Regions from separate parts of the Sus scrofa genome. Here region 2 is linked to region 1. Evidence: chromatin contacts called from public HiChIP or PLAC-seq data. All regions are on one chromosome and are shown on one strand. The core of a region is the stretch at or near the end of the contact, and the rest is flanking DNA. Distances in the headings are between cores, read along the strand shown.

Region 1 (6,915 bases), core at 2,462-4,961:
TGAAGAAAGATAATAAACAATTCACATAGTAAATAAGTAAATTATGTATAAATTACACTAAAAAGTGGTGAGTGACTATGAGCAAAGAAATAACTGAAGCATAGTAAGGGGACTCTGGAATACTGGAGTTGGAGAAACTGGGGCAGTAATACACAAGGGCTGCATATTATTATCTGTATCACTAAGGAGAAAATCTATCAGTGAATTATAAGCTGCATCCAGATTTCAGAAATGTTCATGAAGTATGTCATTGGTATTAACCCAATGTTAAATGCTCAATAAACTGAGAAAAAAAGTAAATGTGAATATTTTTAACTGGCTGCAAGTGTGCTTTTTATGTATATGTCATTTGCCCGTTAAAGAAATATCTGGCAACTGTAAGTTTGAAATTAAATCCTCAAAATATTTGAAATATGTGACCCACATTTTTCTGTGTTTACAAAATAATTGCATATGTTATTATATCATCTGAAGAATATTTTGAGGTCTTTTTTCTAAATTTCAGAGATACTGCATTTTACTATTCAAAAAGCAAACAAAAATTGAAATATGTATTTAATAATGTAGGTCAGTTCTTTTCATAGACTACTTTCTACATTCTACATATGGCTAATAACTGTAATTTCAAATATTATACAAATTGACAAGATATTTTTAAAGTTTATTAATGTTCCGAGTTTTGAAAAGGAAAGTTTTCTTTAAGAAAGCCCATCTATTTCCCAGGTTTTATTAAGTGATCTAAATAGAGTGCAATAGATTAAAACTAAGACTTTCAAGCATAGACTGGAGATCATAGTCATTTCTTAAACAAACTTACATGAAAAATCATTTCTTAAAATTTTTAAATGAAATTCACCCAAATCTCCTCCTGACTGTTCCCATCGGAATAGTGATATATGTGTTTGACTAATTCCAGGCAGCCAGTTCCAGCAACTGAGAAAGTAAATTTGGATAATCCAACTTTTAAAATTTAAGGCAAACTTTAAGACAGCTGAACAAGATTAAGTAATTTGATATTATATTTCTTAATTTAATGTAGTCAATGAATTTAATACATTTTGACAATATTATAAAACCTGCAAATTGATCCAAAATGATTCTTTCAAATTTCAATCTATATGCACATTCATCTAGACCAAAGATGTTAGCACATGTAATTATTAGATTCTAGTTTACATTTCTTTTACCATAAATTTAACTAAATGAAAAATCTGTCATTATATGATAAAGAAATAAGCATATACATAACATTTTTTTGGAAGTTTTAATTTTCTGTGAAGCCATTTATTTCTTGCTCATTGTCCCTATATGTATTTTATTTGGTATTTGGTTAGTATATTTGTCATAATTTCTTCTAATATATATTTATGCCTATGAGGGAATTTTAGATTATATGTGTTCCAAATATTGGTGAAGAATCATGAACTGAAAAATAAATAATTGAGACATGGAAAACATGATAATGTCCTACACGAAAGTGGAGACTATTAAAGTTTAATTTGAAACAGTTTTTGGACTTTAATTATTTTGAAAGCTGCTTGCAAGACTCTTGCAGTAGTTATATTCATGCAGGGTAATTTGGCTAGTGCCTACTTTATAGATCAGTAAACCACTTGCTGACAATTTGCAAGGACAAGATCTCTCATAAGAATATGTTCAAGATAAAAAGTTCATTGGCAGACTCCTTACTCACTATTCTAACCTTATTACCTCACTGTTGATACAGTTTGAAAATTTATTCCTATGTATATGTAGCACACTGTTTTTCACTAGATGTTTAAATAGACACCAAGGTGTAGAGTTCCAGAAACTTGAATATATATGGTCCAAACATCTGGAACTCTACTTATGGGGAATATACAGCTGTGTTTATTTCAATGATTACACATTTACATGGAGACAATACATTTATTTAAATGTATAATCTCATATATATGAGAATATTCAAACTAACACATTTGCTATACTTACATGATATGCAATTGAAAATGGATTCAAGTAAATAATTCACCATTTTTATTTAAATATTACAGTATTTATTTATATATTGTACTTATTAATATATAATCAGATAACATTCTTTTTAGTGTGAAACCAAATATTTTTAAAAGATTAAAGAAACAATGGGAATCATGAGTCATACAAATCGACTTTTTTTTTTGTCTTTTGATGGCTGCATCCAAGGCATATGGAGGTTCCCAGGCTAGAGGTCAAATTGGAGCTGTAGCAGCCAGCCTATACCACAGCTACAGCAATGTGGGATCAGAGCCACATCTGTAATCTACACGACAGCTCAAGGCAACGCCAGATCCTTAACCCACTGAGCGAGGCCCGGGATCAAACCCGCGCTCTCATGGATATTAGTCGGGTTCATTAACCACTGAACCATGACGGGAACTCCACAAATCAACATTTTTGTACAGAGGAATTCATAGCCAGCAAACTTTTAGAACTTGGAAATTCACCAGGACAAGAGGATAAAATGATCTGCAGTTGGGATGTGTGTTTTTTTAATTCTAATAATTTCGTCATAGTATAGTGGCCATTTTCATTGAATCTCAAAGCACTTGTCCAGAGGCATTGTTTTAGTTTTAAAAATTTCGTTTCCTACTACTATATCTGACAAGATAAACACTTCTGCTATAATATAGAATTAAACACTCTATTGTATAATATACTAACTATTGGTACTCTATTGGAATAAAGTAAAAGGATTTTTATTATTTTAAAGCTACTCATGCAATTCTGGTTAAGAGTATTAAGATAATCTCATTTAACACTACCTTTATTTCTGGAAGAGAAACTGGAGTCCAACAAAAGATTTAGAAGGACAGAAATAAAATTACATTTTAGACTCAATTCCAGGCCCTGATACTTTGGAAGATTTCAGAGACCCTTCTAGTTAAGTCTATTAATACTTGTCTCCTCTTTTTTTGTATGCTGTTTCCTTTCTCAAGGTTTTCATTTGTTTGTGTGTTTGTTTTTAAAGATATGACGGCCTGGCCTAGAGGAAAGTGGCTTATATATCAGCAGAGAAAAAAATAAATTGGAAGTCGCATATATTTTTTAAGAAATTTAAATTCATTTAACCACAGTATAAAAATAATGACTGCAGAACGACCAAATCAATATAATTCTCATCCCCAGTTTCCTCTTTTATAGGCTGAAGACAACATCTCTCATTGGGTGTTGTGAGGTTTATATAAGGTATAAATCATTTAATTGTCAAATGCTTTCCAAATAATAACTAATAACAATATTTCATTCCCATTTTTTAGGTGTGAAAACTGAATACCTGGACAAACCTCCAAAACTTAGTTGTTGGTCAGGCTTCAGGAATCACCTTTACTAAACTGATCAGTCTGTTAAAAGCTTGAATTTGCAAACAACATTGTTTTCAGAGAGGGTTTATCCCTCTATCTAGGGATGCTCCCAAGAGAGTGTGGATAGGAAGTGCGTGTGTGTGTATGTCCATCAGGTGAGAAAAGTTCAGCAATCAAAATCACGTATTTCTGTATTTTATATTTATAAAATAAGCTGCAGTCCTTATTTTCAGTTACTACAGTCATTTAGTGAGACAGGTATCAAAGCTTGGCAATCTCGTCAAAAGGAAGGAATGCCACAGAGCTCTCGCTTTTCCTCGCAGAGAGACCGACCAATCGGAGCGCAAGTTAAAGCTGGTCCAGCCTCTCTCTGTCGAGCCCCGCCTCTTTTTCCATACCGCCCTCTGGGAGTAGGGGTGTGCAGCAGGCTCCTCCCGCCCCCTTCCTCTGAGTGACAGGACCGTCGATCGCAACATTTCCAGGTGGACACGTAGTTTGTTGGCCCTTGCGTTGGCTGAGCTGAGGTGTGTGTGTCCGGCGAAGGGACTGGGGAGGTCCTGCCAGGGAAGATCGGGGTCCGGGACCGAAAGCGGGCGCACTTCCTTAGTGGGCCCCAATGTGTTTTAGGATACATTCGATCCGCCTCTGGGAGCGGCACTTGGGCGGGCTTGGTGGAGGGGGGGATTCTGGAAGAGGAGTAACCCGGTACATGGTAAACCCGTAGGTACGGTAATTACTTAAGGACCCCATCCCGAAGAGCAGGAATTTTTTGGTGGGGCTGGGGATGGCGGGCTCGGGATACAGGCAGTGGGTGGGAGTGGCTGCTGCGGTTGCTAAGACACGCTCGATTCCCGCCCTGCCAGCGTGTCTGTCGCGGTCTGCTGGGGCCTAGAAACCTTAGTCCCACCCACTCCCGAGGCCTTCCTCTAGGCTAGAGGTTGGCTGCCTAGTGCTGTCAGTTAATTCGCGTCTGCTAATTTCACTGAGCTGCTCTTTGCGTCTTTAGCTAACTCTCAGGCCTTCCCTCTTCCACATAACTCCTCTCAACACTTTCCTCTGCCTCCGCTTCTAAAATGAACAAGTATCTGCAGACCAAAACATGTGCAGAGAAGGGCTTCAAGCAGCATGAGGTGGCTTTATTGCCAGGAGTGTGGGGGTTGGGATGAGTCTTTAGGAAAAGAGCTTGGTGAATCCCTGAACCAACAGGATGTTGGTGTCCACATGGATGATTAGGAAAAGGGGGATAGGAGATCTGATTTCTTCCACCTGGAATTCTTTTTGATAGCTGCTGCTTGTCTGAGCCCAATCAATGAGCTTCTCCGGAAGTTGAGGCAGTTCATTATTGTGCAGGTACTAAATTGTGATTTCCCTTTCAGTCCCTGTTGTGGTACCTATAAAGCCCTCTTTTGCTTTGCTGGCTCACATTTAATGATTAACTATGAGATAGTAACCACAGATAGCCCTTTCAAATCTCTTCTTTGCCCGGATCTTTTAGCCCCAAATGATTCAGCAGAACAAACATTCCAGAGAGAAAACAAAAAGGAGCTAAATGTCTGCTTTTACTTCCTTCTGCTAGGTTTACTGTGTAAATCTCCTGAGAAGGAATCTTGTCCTGCTTGTTGTCACTGGGAAGAAGATTAGCCTAGGAGTCAGCATCTGGCAGAGTTAGGAAATACTTCTCCGTGGGCAATAGCCCTCATAACTGTTTTCTCATCTGTAAAGTGGAGATACTTAGATGTCCTTTGTTTATAAAAACAGTAAGGAGGAATAATTGATTGGAAAAGTGTTATTAAAGTAATGATCTACAGAGATGTAAACTGTTACAGATTACACTTTCTTTTTGTCTATATGATCTCTTGTTGATTCTGTCTTTGGTTAGGTAGTACCTGAGAAGTCTTGCATGATATTTCTTTTTTGGTATCACTAGTTTTTCAAATATAAACATAGCCTAAAAGAACTGAAAGAATTGGGAAAGATTACCTTCTAATTCAACCATGAATGACCTTTTTGGTGTCATATACCACTTTGAGAAGCCAAGGGAAGCTAATGACTCTCCCCTTTTTCTAAGGGAAAAATTAGAAGCATAAGTGGACCCTGGGTAAAGAACATCTGTTTTTGATCAGCTTCTTGAGCTTTAAGGAAATTACCCTCCTACCTGGCCTCTAAAGAGTGACTGAGTAATTTATATCCAAAATACTTGGCTGGGAGCAAAGTTGGGTCTCTTTCCTTTTTTCCATAGTGCACCTTACCATAGTTTCCCTTAGGTTAGGGTCTTTAGTCAATTCCCACGCCTTTTTTTTTTTGTTAGTATTTTTTAATGCTCAATAATTGTTGCCATTTGTCAAAACCATGTAAACTGTATTTTATTTCAGACACCCTTTGATCATTATCTGAAATAATATTTTTATATTTAAGCAAACAAAAAGAGAAATTGTCAAATATTTTGGGAAAAATATTAAATTGCATTTTTGAGGTAAACATTAAGTACATAAACCTTCTCTTCTATTAAAGTCCATTTGGGACAAAGAAAAGCTGATTACTTTTAGTATGTGCCACTGAAATATCATTACCTACTCCTAGAACTCTTTTCTTTACTTAAGTGGATGACCTTTTATATCATTTTAATTTCCCATGGCCAAAAAAAATATTGTGTTTGGTTCCACTTTGGCTCTTTTCTTGATTTCTGTATTAAAAATGGGAGGCTGGGAGTTCCTGTTGTGGCACGGCAGACACGAATCTGACTAGGAACCGTGAGATTGCAGGTTCAATCCTTTGCCTTGCTCAGTGGGTTAAGGATCCGGCGTTGCCTTGAACTGTGGTGTAGGTCGCAGACGGGGCTCGGATCCTGTGTTGCTGTGGCTGTGGCGTAGGCCGGTGGCTACAGCTCTGATTAGACCCCTAGCCTGGGAACTTCCATATGCTGCGGGTGCAGCACTAAAGAGACATAAAGACAAAAAGACAAAAAAAAAAAAAAAAAAAAAAAAAAAGAAAGAAAAAGGAAAAGAAAAAAAAAGGAAGGCTGTAAATAGAGTTCTTTTATTTCCTAATCTGTATTTATCTAGCTTTATCAATAAAAGTGAGCATCTATAGTAGATATTATCACTGGATAGAGAATATATTGAAAAGTGAAAAATATAATACTTTTGTAATAAACCTAAATGTATTTAGGAGCACCTGTTGTTTCTTAGCACTTAGAATTTTATTCAAAGTGTTGTTTGGTATTTGATTCTTTTTTAACTCATTGTACTTCTAGTGAAGAAACTAGAATAAAGACAAATTGATTAGAAAGAGAATTCTAATGGATTTAGAGTTTTAGGGGCTCAAAAAATACTACCTCTTTTCTTCTCTAAACTTTGTAATCACACAGGTGGAGTTTGCACTATCAGCTTTGTTGCTGCAGAACTGATTGGACATTGTTCTTTGAGCAAGACACCAGAAAATGAGTATTAGTACTTCCCTTTCACAGAACCTAGTCCAGTGAAAGAAAATGTCAGTTTGCAGCGTGGATACAAGTACTGCTGGCCTGCATGATTCAGGGCAAAGAGGGAAGTAAAAGAAGGCAAACCTCTAATGTTTACAGGTTTATAATAGG
Region 2 (6,915 bases), core at 1,239-3,738, 890 kb after region 1:
TTATTATTTTTTCCAGACGAATCCCTGGCAAAAGGGACAGCCCTTTAAGAATTTTATAAAAGTGTGAATATAGCCTGAAAATGTCACTCGGTTTTGGTTTCCTGCAAGTTACTTTCCATCGATTTTTGAAGTTTAATGTTTCTATTATGCTTTCACATCTATTTTGGCACAATTTACAGGAAGAAGAAAAATGTAGCATGATATGCATATTTTATTTCTCCCTTTTTTTTAATGTCCCAAACTGTTGATTTACTTTATTTCTAAATTTTAAAATATGATTTTAGAAGTAACAGTATTTCACAAAAAAAAATCCTAATTCAGATGTCACTTTATTAATTTTAGATAAGGATAAATGTGTAGTTCCAGACTCTAAGTTCTTGGTTTTCAATTTGGGGACAGAAGAAGTAATACAAGTAATAGAATAATGAAGTAATAAAATGTTTTGATTCTTTAAAGAATACATAAGTAAGCTTTGATTATTTCCTACAAGAAGGAGTAGCAGACATAAAAATTTTATATTTTAAGATTTTTCAGGCTGTTAAGTTTGCAAGGGTAGCAAAAAATAAGGAGCTGTAATACAGAAATTACTATAGAACGTACAACTTGATAAAATTTGAGATACAAATTAACAGCATCATATCAAATACCAAGAGTTAACATTACAATTCATTAATCCATTATAATTCATTAGTCAAATGTCCCAAGGAGAAGGCAGAATGTACAATGAGTGTTTTCTGAAAATGAATTGCAAAAAAATTAGTAGAGTCTGAAAAGACTTCAGAATTGGAAGCTCCAGCTGGGTTTAAAAGGATGGGGGAAGGGAGTTCACACACTATTAAATATTTGAAGCACCGTTAAAAAAATAAAACCCAGGAATGTCTCATCAGTTCCCACTGCATCAGGCCCACTCTGAGTCTATCTCAAGCATTTTCTTCCTTTGTAAAGATGAGATTTAGAAACTTATACACAGGACATTTTGCGCTGATTTAGGCCAGTTGGGGAAAAAAAAAAAAAAAAAAACAGGTTCAGAGTAGGATTTCAAATTGTTGAACTAAAATAATAACATTTGCAGTTGTGGCACTGTTCCATAATAATTTTAAAAGATTTCATTTTACTTATCATTGAAAGCCATTATCTGATCATATTTGACCTACATATTAATATTTTCATTATTATTCAAACCCTTTTTGCTCTGTACAAACTGTCACTCAGTCCTGTTCACTGGGAGATTATTTATTTACTCTGGAAATATCTGGAATTCTTTCACCCTATCTTTTCCTTAGGGACTCCCCTCCCCCCATTATTGATATTAATGTCTGGAGAAGGGGGATACATCCAACAAAAACGTGAGAGAGAAAGAGGCCCCTCTTAATGGTATACTATGGAAGAAGTAGAAAAACAAAGAGAAAAAAAGAAAATGATAATTGTTTTCTCTAAGGCTATTATCTAATGCGAAAGCAAATAGTCAGTCTGGAAATCAGCTAACAGAAGGGGATTAGAGAGGAGATCTGAGAGTGGCTTGATTTCTAGCAGAGCTGTCTCTCCAGCCAGTGATGAGACACAGGCAGGGCAGCCAGGAGCGCTCCAGATGGCCGGGGAAAGTGGTCGTCTTGGGTTACTGCAGGGCACTCGGGCCGCAGGAGAGCAGGCGGCCGGGAAGGGATCATTAGGGAGCCAGCCCCACGTCCAGCCTGCTCCGGAGAGGGCGAGGCCAGGAGGGAGGCCGCCCGCCCGCGCGCCCTAGCGAGCCGAGCCTGCCCATTGTTAACATATACTTGACCTCCGTGACCCCTGCACGACACAGATGTCTCCCACCTCCACCTCTTCCCCCGCCCCGCCGCGGGCCCTCCTCCCTGCACCTGGTAGCTGCCTTGCTGCCGCCTCCCTCCCGAGCTGCCCCGGCGCCCCGGGCGCGGGCGCGCGCCGGAGCCGGCCGGGTGCGGGCGCTCTCAGCGCACAGCGCGCGGCGCTCCTGCTCCCCGGCGGACGCCCGGCCGCCCTGCAGATAAATGCGTCGCTTTCCTAGAGAGTGAGCGAGGGCGGGTGAGGCAGACGCAGACGCCGCCTGTGACAGTGGCAATTCCCTGCGCCCCACATCACATTTGTCTGCCACAGCAGCAACAACAGAAAAGCGGAGGGAGGGTGGGCGGGAGGAGCGGAGCGGAGCGGAGCTCCGCAAGTCTTGGGTTCTGCGTGGAGGCTGCGTTTGGCTGGCGTCCTCGACCCGGGCTCCTTGCACCGCCACTCGCAGTGCGCAGCGCCTGGCGGCCGCAGGCGCTCCACCGCGCGACTCCACGGCCTCGTGGCAAGCGCGCGTGGGCGAGTGGCCTCGGACACTCTGGCCTCGCGAGGAGAGCGGCGCCGCGCCCTCGCCTAGTCCCCCTGCGGGCAGGCAGAGACGACGGGAAGTTTTATTTGCAGCTCGGAGCCTGTGGCGGATGGTGGGACTCTCCGGCCCTGTGCAGTGTAAGTGCCCGCGGGAGGGTTGGGCCGGCGGGCGGGTGGCGGGGACGGGCCCCAGGCTGTTGCTATTAATTGTTATTCTGATGACTGTCATCTTCCTTTGGATTATTCGGCTGAGAGGCTCCAGGCTGTAATTGTCTCTGAACTAGGGTAGAACTACGCACTAGAGCGAAGAACATTGCGAGTGACTCCAGTCTGCTTTGACACTGAACTTCACGGGCCACCAAGGATGCAATTTTTACTCTTAGATTCCCCGCACTGCCTGTTACAACAGTTTTCTTTCCTCTCCACGATTATGATGTGTGAACAGGAGATCATACCTATTTTTACCCCGACCAAACAACTGGTCAAGGTATCCACGGTGCGTTTGGCAGGTGGCCCTAAACCGTCACCGTGTTTTGTTTTTGTTTGTTTTTTTTAACTAGAAGGAAAGGCTCTTTTCGGTGGTGGAAAACTTAGCTCTGGGAGCAGAAGAGGAAGAATCTTAACTTTGAGACCGGGCTGCTATTGGGGTCGGGGTCCTTCGAGCAGCACCCAGGCGCTTTGCGCCCACCTGCGAACTTTCCGTGTTCCTCTTGGGCATTTGGTGAGCTCGAGTGGGAAGCCCCCAGGGGACGGGCAGCAGCCTCTCGAGCGCCTTTCGGCGTCTCTCGCCCGTGACGGGTTTGGAGCTTTGCCGCCCGGGGTCGATGGGCAGCGTAGCTCCTGTCCCGACCTTCGCGCGCCCCGGGCCCCGCAGCCCCGGCCGTCTGGGTGTTGTCGTCGCAGCCCTAACTCGGCTTGTAGCTCTCCGGAATGGGCAGTAGAGCCTTGTGCTCTGCAGCTCCCGCCTGGCGGAGGCCAGATGGGGAGCCGGGTCCTGGGAATTCGTTTCGTTTTCCGGGCCCTGCCACCCACTGCTCTCTTTGCGAACCTTGAAAGGGCTGGGTTGGTTTGCGCACCCAGACCCTTCTCCCCTGTCAGACTTTGAACTGGCCAGGACGCCTAAAGTCAGTATGGTTAGATGGGTACAAGGCGCTTAAATCCGTTTTTTGAAACTTTTTTTTGGAGGGTGGGTGGGGGGAGGAGGGTAAGTGCAGTCAACCCTTGGAAAAGTTTGCGTACTGATTCCGGGAAGTAGGATGTGAACCAAGACTGTTACTAAAAATATATCCCTTCCTCCCCCCCCCCACCCCGCTCCCGCCCCCAGGCTTTTCAAGTTTGGAGGATTTGGCTGCGGAGCCTTACAGCCCTTGGTTTCCTTATTCCTTGCAAAGCGCAGTACAGAATTCTTTTGAGCATAGCTATCCTTCAAGATTGTCTACCTTCAGTCCCAAGGAGCCCCAGCCTGGCTACAGAGTGTCGCATTTAGGAATCGCTAGTATTCCTCGTGAAGGAGCTACTGAAGACCAGCTACAGGGTCCAGGGCGAGGGAGGGAAGGTTAGGAGGGTTGGGGAGGCCACGCCAGACCACCTTCATGTGCTTAATGTAACTGTGGGCCCCCTTGAATTTTTAACTTCGCTTCCCTTAATTAATCTGCCCAGGGCCTTTATATAAATGGCTGTCCACAGCTGCTGCAAATTGATTTATCCCTTGATAAAGATTGGGTTGCTGACGAAAGCGTTTTCTTTCTACCTTCTGTGTGAACTGAAATCTGTTTTACAGGGTTTTTCTCCCTCCTAGTCTCCTTTTAAACATCTGTACCATTTATAAGTGCACTCAGTGGCTTTTATTATCATACCCCTGCCTTTGCATAGAACAGGAGTGAAACTGGGTCTGTGCCCAGTGAGTCCACACTCACTAGAATACAAATTGACCAGCTTCTCTGTGATAAACGGTTTGTTAGTGTTGGGGGCCTTCTTTTAGTTTATTGCAGCTCTTTGCCTTGACCCATGTGAATGTTCTGTTGTGCCCAGTTTCTCCTGTCACACAGTTCTTTAGAAAAGATCGGTAAACACAATAGTTTCTTAAACCTTCATTGCCTAAACCTGGGTGATTGTCAGATATGATGTGTACAAAGAACAGCAAATTCAAAATTCTATGGATCTTTTCTCCCGTGTTTATCATTAATGTCTATTCTAGTTTTAACATCGTGAGGGCTTTCAGATAGCATAGGTAGTGCATCAAAGATCTTTTTTTTAATTTTCTTTCATTTTATTGATTATTTATTGGTTATTTTAAAAGGGATGTCTGAGAGTCTCACCCAGTATTAATCAGGGAATCTTAGTTTGACCTAAGCTTTTCTTTTGTGACCAGGATGGATGTTGAGGAAGTTGAAGTCTATATCATAGCTTTACTTGTATTTTATTTATTATTTGATATTTCTTTGGTTTATTCTTTCAAAGGTAAAAAATTCCAACCAATAATCAAGGAATCAGGCTCATTCTGGGTGCATAAAAACTGACTGTATCTTAAGATTATACTAAGAGAAGAACTTTATGTTAAAAGTCTTTGTTTAAGCATTAATAATTTTTTTTGTAAACCATTCAGACAGCGGTCACTTTATTTAAAAAGCTAAATATTGAGTGGGAGAGTTTGAGTATGTAGTTTCTCTTGTGTCCGGTTCATACCTAATAAAAGCAGTAGAGAAAACAGTCTATTTTTTTCTTTAATGTTTGGACAACTCAAAGCAGACCATAAGTCTTTGAAATGATATTTTCCTTTGTAACCTTAGTCTCTGTGACTCACTAATTAATACCTGCTAATAATTTGATTTTAAAATGATCCTTAAAGGACCTTCCTAATATGAGGCATTCTACTTGTAGTACAATGCAAACTGCACTGTTGAATTGTAAGTTGCTGGAAATGGGACAGTATGTGTTGTAGCAACAGTGCTGCAGCTTTTTAATATTTTTACAGTTTTCCTTTTCTGAAGAAAAGTAAAATACTGCTTTTGATGCTAGTATTTAATGATGAGCTCTCCCTTTGAGGGTATTAGTATAAATATTTGCAGATAAAAGAGCACTCCATAAATTGCAAAGAAGTACACAAATGTATCCATAAATTGCAAAGAAGTACACAAATGTAAGGTGCCATTATCATTTATTGTATTGTAAAATAGAAGCTTAGCCAAAAAAAAAAAAAACCAAAACCAAACCCCAAAACACCCATTTTTTTCCCCCAAACATTGAAAAGGGATCACGAGAAAGAAATGCTTCCAATAGGAATGCTGGTCAGTGGCTGTCAGGTTAGGACATTCTTCACTGTCAAATCCTGTTTCTCACTTCTTTGATATGAACATCAGCTGACAGGCACTGAATGCAAACCCTTCTTCATTGAGGTTTTATGCAGGCAACATAGCCCTTCATAGCAAAGCAGTCTGAAAAATTGGCACCTGCAGGATTTGCATGTGAAAAAAAACCGAGTCAGTTACATTTTACTGGAGTCTATTACTGTAAGTTATGTAAGTTCAGTGAGAAAAGCTATTTATTTGTAGGCTGTTGGGGCATTTAAAAGTTCTTTGTTTTATGGACACCTTATTCATCATCTAGTGATCCACAGACTTTATTGATAGCGGAAGCAGGGAAAAGTGATCTCTGGCTTTATAGAAGTTATTTATTATGAAGTGGTGTTATTTTTATCTATGTGCTTACAGAGTGCACTTGCATGCATGGTTAATTTTTAAAATGTGCCTTAAAATGATGAACTCATACAACTTTTTAAGTTAAACAGAGACATAAGATTGGGTTAATGTAAATATCCTTTGAAAACAATCAAGGATTTTTAAGAGCTATGTATATACATCAATAAGTTAAAATCTAGAAGGAAGAAATGAACTTTCATATTTCTAAATTTCTTTACTTGTTAAATTGTTTGTCACCCTTAGACCTTTTAAAAATGTCATATTTGACCCTATTTATACAAAAAAGTAGCAAATGTTACTAAGCACCTTCATGAACCTCTGAGTATTATCCATCAGTGAGACCATTTCATCCAGAATAAGTTATTTATTATTATCTAAAAAGACACCTTTCAGCTTCACTTTTTTACAGCCATTAATATAAGAGTTCCTAAATAATGTTTAAAGAACAGTGAACATTTTATTAAAGCAAACATTAGTTCAGTTTAATGGAGGTAATTGTAAGTGATAAGACAGAGCAGGTTATCTCTGTGTTGTTTAAACAGAAGGAGCTACTTTGCACCATTTCCAGTAGCCATCTGTAGAAGAGAAGAGTTTGCACCTGTCTGTCCACACTAATTATAGATTAGGGCCAAAGAAATGAAATTTGAGAAGGTTTTCAGCTAATGAAATCCATACTGATTTTATTGTAAATGTGTTTTATGTAAAGAGGGTGATGGTTGAGTTATGAGTGAATAAATCACTATGTAGCTGCTAGGCACTTGGTTTTGAAGCACAGTTTTGCTGCATTAACCTTTGATATTAAAAAAAAAAAGGCAAACAACTTAGACATGGATGCTAGCCTTTGTTTGGCATCCATAGCTACAATTTAGTGAGCAGCAGTGAGGTTCAG

What was found. HiChIP or PLAC-seq counts read pairs in DNA pulled down with a chosen protein or histone mark.
Region 2: an H3K27ac HiChIP or PLAC-seq map of skeletal muscle shows a contact between it and region 1, with 7 times the contacts expected there. The contact joins the promoter of RUNX1T1 here to the promoter of TRIQK in region 1. A contact is called at or near these places in 2 of 5 promoter capture datasets (fetal liver and fetal skeletal muscle), 2 of 47 Hi-C or Micro-C datasets (embryonic fibroblasts and heart right ventricle) and 1 of 2 datasets of contacts at active chromatin or transcription factors (skeletal muscle).

What each region holds. Positions count from the first base shown.
Region 1 is chr4:43,704,128-43,711,042 of Sscrofa11.1, forward strand. It overlaps TRIQK (triple QxxK/R motif-containing protein), which reads left to right and starts at 3,712. Exons shown (of 5, transcript XR_002343224.1): 1 at 3,712-3,847.
Region 2 is chr4:44,597,804-44,604,718 of Sscrofa11.1, forward strand. It overlaps RUNX1T1 (protein CBFA2T1), which reads left to right and starts at 2,489. Exons shown (of 15, transcript XM_021089123.1): 1 at 2,489-3,049; 2 at 3,653-6,915.